Linked DNA regions of Macaca mulatta: region 1 is linked to region 2. Evidence: chromatin contacts called from public Hi-C data. All regions are on one chromosome and are shown on one strand. The core of a region is the stretch at or near the end of the contact, and the rest is flanking DNA. Distances in the headings are between cores, read along the strand shown.

Evidence for each region. A called contact is a pair of places that touch in the nucleus more often than the background predicts.
Region 1: a Hi-C map of cortical neurons shows a contact between it and region 2, with 3 times the contacts expected there. The contact joins the promoter of FCHO1 here to the promoter of MAP1S in region 2. A contact is called at or near these places in 3 of 14 Hi-C or Micro-C datasets (blood, cortical neurons and fetal cortex germinal zone).

Annotation. Positions count from the first base shown.
Region 1 is chr19:18,252,722-18,257,129 of T2T-MMU8v2.0, reverse strand. It overlaps FCHO1 (FCH and mu domain containing endocytic adaptor 1), which reads right to left and starts at 2,882. Exons shown (of 22, transcript XM_077978433.1): 1 at 2,823-2,882. LOC144336861 (a long non-coding RNA gene) reads left to right here. Exons shown (of 5, transcript XR_013409266.1): 2 at 1,279-1,356.
Region 2 is chr19:18,215,750-18,220,141 of T2T-MMU8v2.0, reverse strand. MAP1S (microtubule associated protein 1S) reads right to left here and starts at 1,439. Exons shown (of 7, transcript NM_001265723.1): 1 at 1,316-1,439. The coding sequence starts at 1,433.

The sequences.
Region 1 (4,408 bases), core at 1,633-4,132, 36 kb before region 2:
GGGGGGAGAGAGAGAGAGAGAGAGAGAGAGAGAGAGAGAGATAGACGGGAGAATCGCTTGAACCCGGGATATGGAGGTTGCAGTGAGCTGCGATCGAGCCACTGCACTCTAGCCTGGGCGACAGAGAGAGACTCTGTCTTGAAAACAAAACAAAACTATATTTGCCAATTACATTGGCATAAACATGAATATATTAATATTACACACAAAAATGTTTCCTTCAACCCAAAAGTTCATTTTTTTTCCCTTCGGATTTTAAAAGAAGTGAAAACATCAACCTACGGACCCCTAAAAGCACTGTGAGCCTGAGACATCGGGCTTGTTGGGTCTGATGGAGAAGTCAGCCCTGCTAGAACCCAAGTCTCCCAGCCTGTACAGCGCCAGCACAAAGCCCAGAGACAGCCAGAGACTTGCCCAAGGTCACACAGCACACTGCCAGCTGACTCAGAGGTCCCCATCCTGCCTTCCCGGCACCAAGTCTTGCAAACCTGGGGCTGAGACATGTAAGCAGCCCCAGAACAGTTAAAACAAAGCAGGAACCACATCAGCAACAAAGGCAAGACCCGAGCTCCCATTCTGGGAATTGAGTGGTGCCTGGCTGGGTGTCCAGAGCCACTGACGTCTTGCCTGGTGACCTTGGGCCACTCCTGACCTTCCAGGATCTGGCTTCCAGGATCCTGGGAAGCAGGATCTGGCTTCCAGGATCCTGGGAAGCAGGATCTGCCATTTCCCTCTCTCTCTCGGACCCCAGTGAATGTACAGTAGGGCCAGTAGCAGCGGTTTCCTCATCCTTCCCACGGACCGGTCACTTGGTTCAGGCAGGTACCATGCTGTTTCCATGACCCACTATGTCATGTCTCCCCTCTTGGCTTAGCCACCTGGGCTGCGATCACTTATACAATCTGGCTTGATTCTCACCACCGCACCTCAAGGCAGGGTCTTATCTCGACCAGCACCACGATGGGGAAACTGAGGCACATGCCCCAGGTCACACACTCAGGCCACCAAGTGGGGATCTGAGCCAGGGATTCTCAGGAATTTTCTGTTCTCCCCATGGGTCTCCTCCCTCTTCCTCACTTCATTTGGCAAACATCTATCGAATGCCTACTGTATGCCTAACTTTCCCAGGTGCTAGAGTCTCCTTCGGCAATGCCCTTGGTAGACTCCCCCTTCCCCTCCCTCCTCCTGGTCAGCTGTGACCCGATTTAAAGAGCACTAATGCTGTCATTAATATCATAATGATCATGTCTGTATTTACAGAGCTTCCTCCTCCCACAGACTCCTCTCATCCTCCCAGAGGAATTCAGCCCATTTCACAGAAGAACAAACCAAGGGACCAAGTGAAAACACACACAGGTAGGGGCAAATTCAAACCTGGGGGTGTCAGACTCCCAGCCCTGTGCCCACCACTGGGAGGGGGCTCCAAGGGACAGGGCATGAGCTGGCCTGGCAACTCCCACCTCCTCCTGCCCAGGACCTCGCCCAAGAACAGGTTCGCCCCTGGTGTGGGTGATGGTATGTGGGTCAGGGTGTGCCCTAGGTGGCCCCACTGGTGAGACCAGGGTGGTGATGCCCCGTCCCAATGATTGCAGCTTGGTCCTATGTTTTACTCCCTGCCCCCATACCCCCAGCCCCAATATCAGAGTGTCATCATCAACCTATTTTGCAGTGCAGTAAACTGAGGCTCAGAGGATAGCAAGGCACTGTGGGAGGGTCTCCAAACCCAATACTCTCTTGACCCCAAACCACCCACATGTTAAGCAAAAGAGTGAATCACCATCAGACAAAATGTGGGCTGGGTGAGTTCAGAATCTGTAAAATGCAGGGTCCGAAGCTCCCAACCTCAATTTTCAAAAGAGGAAACCGAGGTTTGGGAAGGCGCTGTCACCTGCCCAAGGTCACCAGTGAAGCAGGTCCATTCGACTCTGCCTCCTGGTCCCCATTGCGGCTGGGGCAGGTGACTCGGGGGATCCAAGGCAGATGGAGGGGCCCCCCACCACCCAAACCTCCTCCGCACCCCACTCACAGCCAGCCTCTGGCAAGATCCTAATTTACCTCGATTTATTTTAATCCCCAGGAACAGATGCTAGCTGTACACCCCGCCCCTCAGTAAGAGAGGGACCCCCCCAAGTCCAGGCTCCAGGCCCTTCAAGGCCTGGCCTGGATAAACCGTGCCAGGCAGGGGACCCCACACTGACCTCCTCCCCAAAATTCCAACCTTGGGGTCCGCACAGAAGATGCCAGTGAAACGCCTCCCACCCCATCCTTGAGGTGGGGGACTGGGATGGGGCAGATTAGAGGAGGGGCCAGGTGACCCTCCAGCTCCTCCAGCCATCAGGCCTGGAGAGGGGTTCACAGTGGAGGAAAAGGGAAGCGGGTACCTCATCCTCGGTCCCCGGTGGTCTGCAGGCCGGAGCTGGGAAGAGGGAATTTGCGGGTGGTCCCCATCTCGGCCACCGCCCAGGGTTCCAGGCTGGAAGGGGAGCGGCGCCCCCATCTTTGCAGCCCCAGAACCCAGACCTAGGCTTAGAATAAAAGGATTTGGGGAGGGGTCTCGCGTCGTCACCGCCCCCGTGCACGCTCGGTTCTAGGCCAGGAGACGGTGGATTTGGGGAGCGGTCCCCGTTTCCGCCTGCGGACCCCCGATTACCACTTGGGGAAGAAGCCGGGGCGCCCACCGCTTAGCCCCTAACCCCTGCTCTCCATCCCTCGCGTCCCGCCGCGCCTTTGCCCTCCGCAGCCGCCGGGGCTGCAGGGCACGGTGCGCGTGGGAGGCTGCGCGGGCCAGGGTGTCCCAGGGGGTTCCGGGGGGCAACACTCACCTCCTGAGCTCCGGCCGAGCCCCGCGCTCGCCGCCACCTGCGGCTCGGTCGCTGACACCCGAGCCCGCCCCGCCCCTCCCTCCGCGGCTGCGGCGCGGCTGCCGACTGGCTCCGCCCCCTGGGCGTGGCCTACAAAGTCCCCACCCCCGCGACGGCGCCAGGAGGCAGGGCGGGCTCTGATCCCGCGCAGTCCCCCATTGGGCCATTTAGACGGCCGTCTCCGCCAGCCCAGCGCGCTGATTGGTCCAGCCTAAGACCAGGATCTTTTTAATAGTCCCCCCCTTTACGCCACCCGCAGCCATTTGCATAATTTAAAGAGACAGGCGCCACTCTTTCCCCCTGAGAGTCAGTGGTAAAGGGTAAGGAGCGACCAACGTTTATTCATCGCCCAGGCAGGGCTCATTTGATGACCCCCCACAAGCCTGTAACCGGAACGTTATTGGTCTTTATTTTACAAGTGGAAAATCTGAGGCTCAGAGAGGGCAAGGTCTTGTTTGGAGGCCACACAGCAAGTCTGCAGCCGGCCTAGGGCAGCCCCGGGATCCGGCCCCTTGCACAGGAGGTCATCCCCTCATAGGACATATGACAGTTCTGTTTTGGAGGTCGAACTCGATTGCTTGAGGTTAGGAGTCCGAGACCAGCCTGGCCAACATGGTGAAACCCCGTCTCTACTAAAAATACAAAAATTAGCCGGGCGTGGTGGCAGCTGCCTGTAACCCCAGCTACTCCGGAGGCTGAGGCAGGAGAATCACTTGAACCCGAGAGGTAGAGGTTGCAGTGAGCCGAGATCGCACCACTGCACTTCAGCCTGGGTGACAAGAGTGAGACTTCGTCTTAAAAAAACAAACAAAACGAAGAAAAAGAAAAAATAAACTTACACAACACCTGCCAGTCCCCCGTTCTACCCTCTGCTTAGGGACAGGGCACCCGGCTGATTGCTCTTGCCTCTCTCCACCAGCCTCCCAGGCTCAGTCAGGGCAGCCCAGGAGCACAGACCAGAAGCTTGGGAGACCCTAAGGATCTTCTCTTCCCTTCATCACCAGCATTTCATCCTGTGGATTCAGTGTCTCTGAAACAGTTCCAAATTCATTTTCCTACACCCCACAGTGGTCCAATTATCTTCAGCCTGGATGCTGCCTCAGTTTCCTATTTGTGCTTCTTGTTCCCTCCATCCCAGCCCTACACAATCCCTGTTCTCCAAGGCAGCTACAGATGTTCTTTCTTTTCTTTCTTTCGTTGTTTAGAGATGAGGTCTTGCTCAGTTGCCCAGGCTGGAGTGCAGTGGCATGATCATAGCTCACTGCAGCCTCAAACTCTCAGGCTTAAGTAATCCTCCTGCCTCAGCTTCCAAAATGCTGAGACAACAGTCATGAAGCACTGAAACTGGCCAGTTCATTTTATTTCCAAATAAACCTTTTATTTTAGAGCAGTTTTAGATTTATAGAATTATTGTGAAGATAATACAGAGAGTTCCTGTATACCCCACACTCAGCTTTCTCCTATTTTTTTCTTTAATTTTTTTTTTTTTAATAGAGACAGGGTGTCCCCATGTTGCCCAGGCTGGTATCAAACCCCTGGGCTAAAGC
Region 2 (4,392 bases), core at 190-2,689:
TGGTGAGAAGGAGGGATCAAGGCGGGAGTTCAGCCAGGCCTCCCAGCTCCCAGGATATTTGAATAATGAGCACCCCGTGGGTGGGGAGCGCCCCAGCCTCCTCCCTTCACTCACAGCTTGAAGACTCAAAAGTACCCAACACCTTCAGGTCTCACTGCAGCTGAGCCAGGGCACCCAGAGCACACCTCATCATTTTACAGGCAAGATTCATCAGCAACAAAGCCTCCACCTCCTCCATCTCCACCTCCTCGCTGCTCCTATGCCCTGTCAGACCCATTTCCACTCGCCGCCCTTGCAACAGCTGTTCCCCCTGCCTGGAAGCCCATCCCCCTGCCGCCCCCACCTGTTCCTACTGGCCAAGGGCCCTTCCCCCTCAGCACCTTCGGGTGCTAAGACTGACTGTCCTCGCAGTCCCTTGCAGCCTTCTGATGCCTCCTGACACCATGTGAGCTGGAAGCTTCTTCCATCTCCTCACTGGCTTTGGGTCCATCCCCCCACCAGACCTGTGCTGGCAGGGCTGAACCTGTCTATCATCCCGGCCATATCCCTGTGCCCACTGCCCAAAGGCCTGGCGCATAACAGGTGCTCACTAAACACTCCTCAAGCACATGAACCGAGGTGCGTGTTCCTGTCCCATTTTACACGCAATGAAACGCGCAGGTCCAGATGCTCCGTGGAATGGGGGATGAACACCCATCTCCACCCACGGGCGCATCACGCCCGCCAGTCCCACTGTGCCAGTACCACTGTGCCAAGTGGCTGCAGGTGAACCTGGCAGGTGCACCTATGACTCAACTACCTAGGTGCCAAATCCCCAGGGCAGGCCGCACCCGCCCACACCCCAATTAGCAGCTCCTTGTGCGGCAACAGAAAGCGGGCCCCGGGGCTCCTGGCCCAGCCTCCCCCATATCTGCTTCTCCCTCCGGGAGATCTCTAAGCTGCTAAGACCTAGAGATCCAAAGCGACCCCAAGCCCTCCCCCCGGGCGGGCCAATCAGGAGAGAAGCGGAGCCGTGGTCCAACTGCACGGGTCCCCAGGCCCAGGCCCGTGTCCCCTCCCCGATCTTCACCCGGAGTTGGGGCGGGGCAGCCCTGCCCCAGCCCAGGCCCCGATGCCACTTCCTCCATGGGCACCCACAGGAACCCGCCTTTGCTCGCGTTGGGCGCCTAACGGTGAAGGGGACCCAACCCCGGGCCCGCGACCCCCGCCCCGGAGCCCGGGCCCCGCCGCAGCCGCCCCACCCCCCCGGCCCCGGGCCCAGACGCGCGAACGTGTCCGCCTCCCGGGCTCCCGCACGCCCCCGGGCCAGCCCGACCTCGTTCGAGCTCCTCCAGGACGTAGGTGAGGAGCCCTGGGCTGCCGAACTCGCTGCCCACCACGAGGAGCAGCGAGCTCGGGGCCGCTGCAAGCCCAGACCCAGTTACCGCCGCCATCTTCGGGCCGCCCCGGCGTTCTCAGCGCCCGCCCCGCAGGCCCCGCCTCTTAAAGGGGCCGCACCGGAAGGCCTGAAGACCCCGCCCGGAACCACCCCCTCCCCGCCCCTTTTTGTCGACCACCTACAGGCCCTTTGAGGTCGTGGAGATCAGGGAATGCGGGGCCTAAAGGGGTTGGCGGACTCCCGGGTGTCCGCTTGGGAGCCGCCTCTCCCAAGTGACCATTCATTCATTCACTTTTTTTTTTTTAATTGAACAAGCTTTGATCGCGTGCCTGGTGCATGTGGATCAGAATTCCTGCCCCCCAGGAACTCACATCACATGACAGTAGGCCGGATCAGAACCCGGCGCCTATGGATGGTCCCAGCTCTCTAGGTCAGGACTTGAACAGAGAAAAGAGCTCTATCTTGTAGGTAGGGCTTTAAGGGATGTGTAGGAGTTTGCCTTGTGTGTGTGGTGGGGCAAGAGCACCTGAGGCAGAAGTTTACAGCACGTGCAAAGTTTTAGAGGTAAGAAAGTACATGTGTGTTTGGGACACAACCGAAGCACTCTGGGCCTGCCTAGAACAGGGCAACAGTTATTCTGCACCTCCCGTGCGCCAGGCATTTTATTGCATTAGCTCATTACATACAAGCACAAAGCGATGAGGTAGGCACAGTTACTGTGGTCACTTTCAGAGGAAAGGAGAGGAAATTGAGATTTGGAGGGATGAAGTCACCAAGCCTGTCTAAGTGGTAGAGCCGGTTTGAACCCAAGTGGGTCTTACTCTCGATCCAGCCTATGCAAGGGACTGCCTGTGTTGCACACTTGGACACCTCTCTCCCCCCAGATAATCCCCTTTAGCCCTTTTATTTTATTTTATTTTATTTTGTTTTATTGAGATAGAGTCTCATTCTACTGCCCAGGCTGTAGTGCAGTGGCACGATATCAGCTCACTGCAACCTCTGCCTCCCGTGTTTAAGTAATTCCCTTGCCTCAGCCTCCCAAGTAGCTGGGATTATAGGCGCCCACCACCATAACCTGCTAACTGTTGTATTTTAGTAGAGATGGGGTTTCACCATGTTGGCCAGGCTGGTCTCGAACTCCTGACCTCAAGTGATCCTCCTGCCTTGGCCTCCCAAAGTGCTGGGATTACAGGCGTGAGCTGCTGCGCCTGGTCCCCTTCAGCCCTTTGACGCATAGGAGCTACTACTTGACAAATCATCTTGCTTGGAACTTTTGGATGGAACTTTTTGGACAGTGGCCCATGCCCAGGAAAGATTGAGCCGCCTTCCTCAGGAGTGAGCTCCCCATCTCTGGGACTATGCAAAGCAAAGCAGGACAGAAATGGGAAAGATCTGGGAAGGAGAATCAGCCTCCCGCTGCCGTTTATTATCTGGGTTGTTCAGCCCAACTTCCTCCCTGGCCAGTGTGTAACAGCCACTGGCCACGTGCCGTCTACCATTCTTGCACTACACTTCCTCTCTCTCTTTTTGGTTCTGGCATCCTTCCTCTATCCTTGTCCCTCCCCCTTGGCTCCCTTCCCTGCGTCTCGCCTGCCTGTAATTTCTTCTGTTATTGCTGTGAGCAGTAATACCAGTGAGAGTGTCTGTTTCGGGCACTATCTCCCCTACAAGGCTGGAAACTTTTGGAAGCCTGAGGCCTCTCTGGGGCCCTGGCCTTGTGCAACACGAGGCTTGGGCATCTGAAAAGGGATACGATAAAGTCTTTTGGAATGGGCTGAAAGGCCTATTGGTCTACCATTCATTCATTCATTCATTCATTCCTTGTGTATTTATGGATGGGTCCAGGATTTGAACCCAGGAGCTTCTGAATGGAAGGCTATCCACTTCCTTCTGCCCACGCTCTGAGTTACGATTCTTGGTAATAATGCTTTTTTTTTTTTTGAGACGGATTCTCACTCTGTCGCCCATGCCAGAATCATTCTCTGAGAGAGAGAGAGATAGAGAGAGTCTCATTCTCTCAAGCAGGCTAGGTTGGAGTGCAGTGGCATGATCTCGCCTGCTCACTGCAAGCTCCACCTCCTCAGTTCAAAGGATTCTCCTGCCTCAGTCTCCTGAGTAGCTGGGATTACAGGTGCCCATCCCCATGCCTGGCTAATTTTTGTATTTTTAGTAGAGACATGGGGTTTCACCATGTTGGCCAGGCTGGTCTCGAACTCCTGACCTCAAGTCATCTGCCCCACTTGGCCTCCCAAAGCGCTGGGATTATAGGTATGGGCCACTGCACCAGCCTGTTGGTATTAGTTCTATTACTAGTTGGTCTTACAGGGCCTGAGGTGCGAAGAAATGTCTCCACCAGGGGGATCTGATTTGGGGGCGAAGGTCTCCCCCACTGGGTTTTTGGGGGATAACGTCTTCCTGTCCCAAAGCATCTCCCAGGCTTGAGTACTCTGGTGTGGGGCATGTGGGGCGCATTTTCCTAGAAATTGAGAAGCCTGTGAGACCACTGCTCACATCTCAGGCATGGGACTCAGGTCTCTGGTTTCTGGCCCAGCTCCATGACTGTTTCAAGGTCACCATCCCCAGAGGGGTCAGCTGATGGCATTTGCGGGGAAAATGGAACCCTGGACCCTCAGGACTGCTGGATATTCTCATCTTCTCGTGACAATCATTTTCTCATTTTAACATTTTTATTGAGGTTTAATATAGATATGGTCAGGCTGGCCGTAATGGCTTACACCTGTAATCCCAATATTTTGGAAGGCTGAGGCGGGCAGATCACTTGAGGTCAGGAGTTTGAGACCAGCCTGGCCAACATGGTGAAACTCCATATCTACTAAAAATACAAACATTAGCCAGGTGTGGTGGTGCGCGCCTGTAATCCCAGCTACTCAGGAGGCTGAGGTGGAAGGATCACTTGAGCCTGGGCTGTGGAGATCGCAGTGAGCTGGGATCACACCAGTGCACTCCAACCCAGCCTGCTTGACAGAATGAGTCAGTCTCTCTCTGTCTCTCTC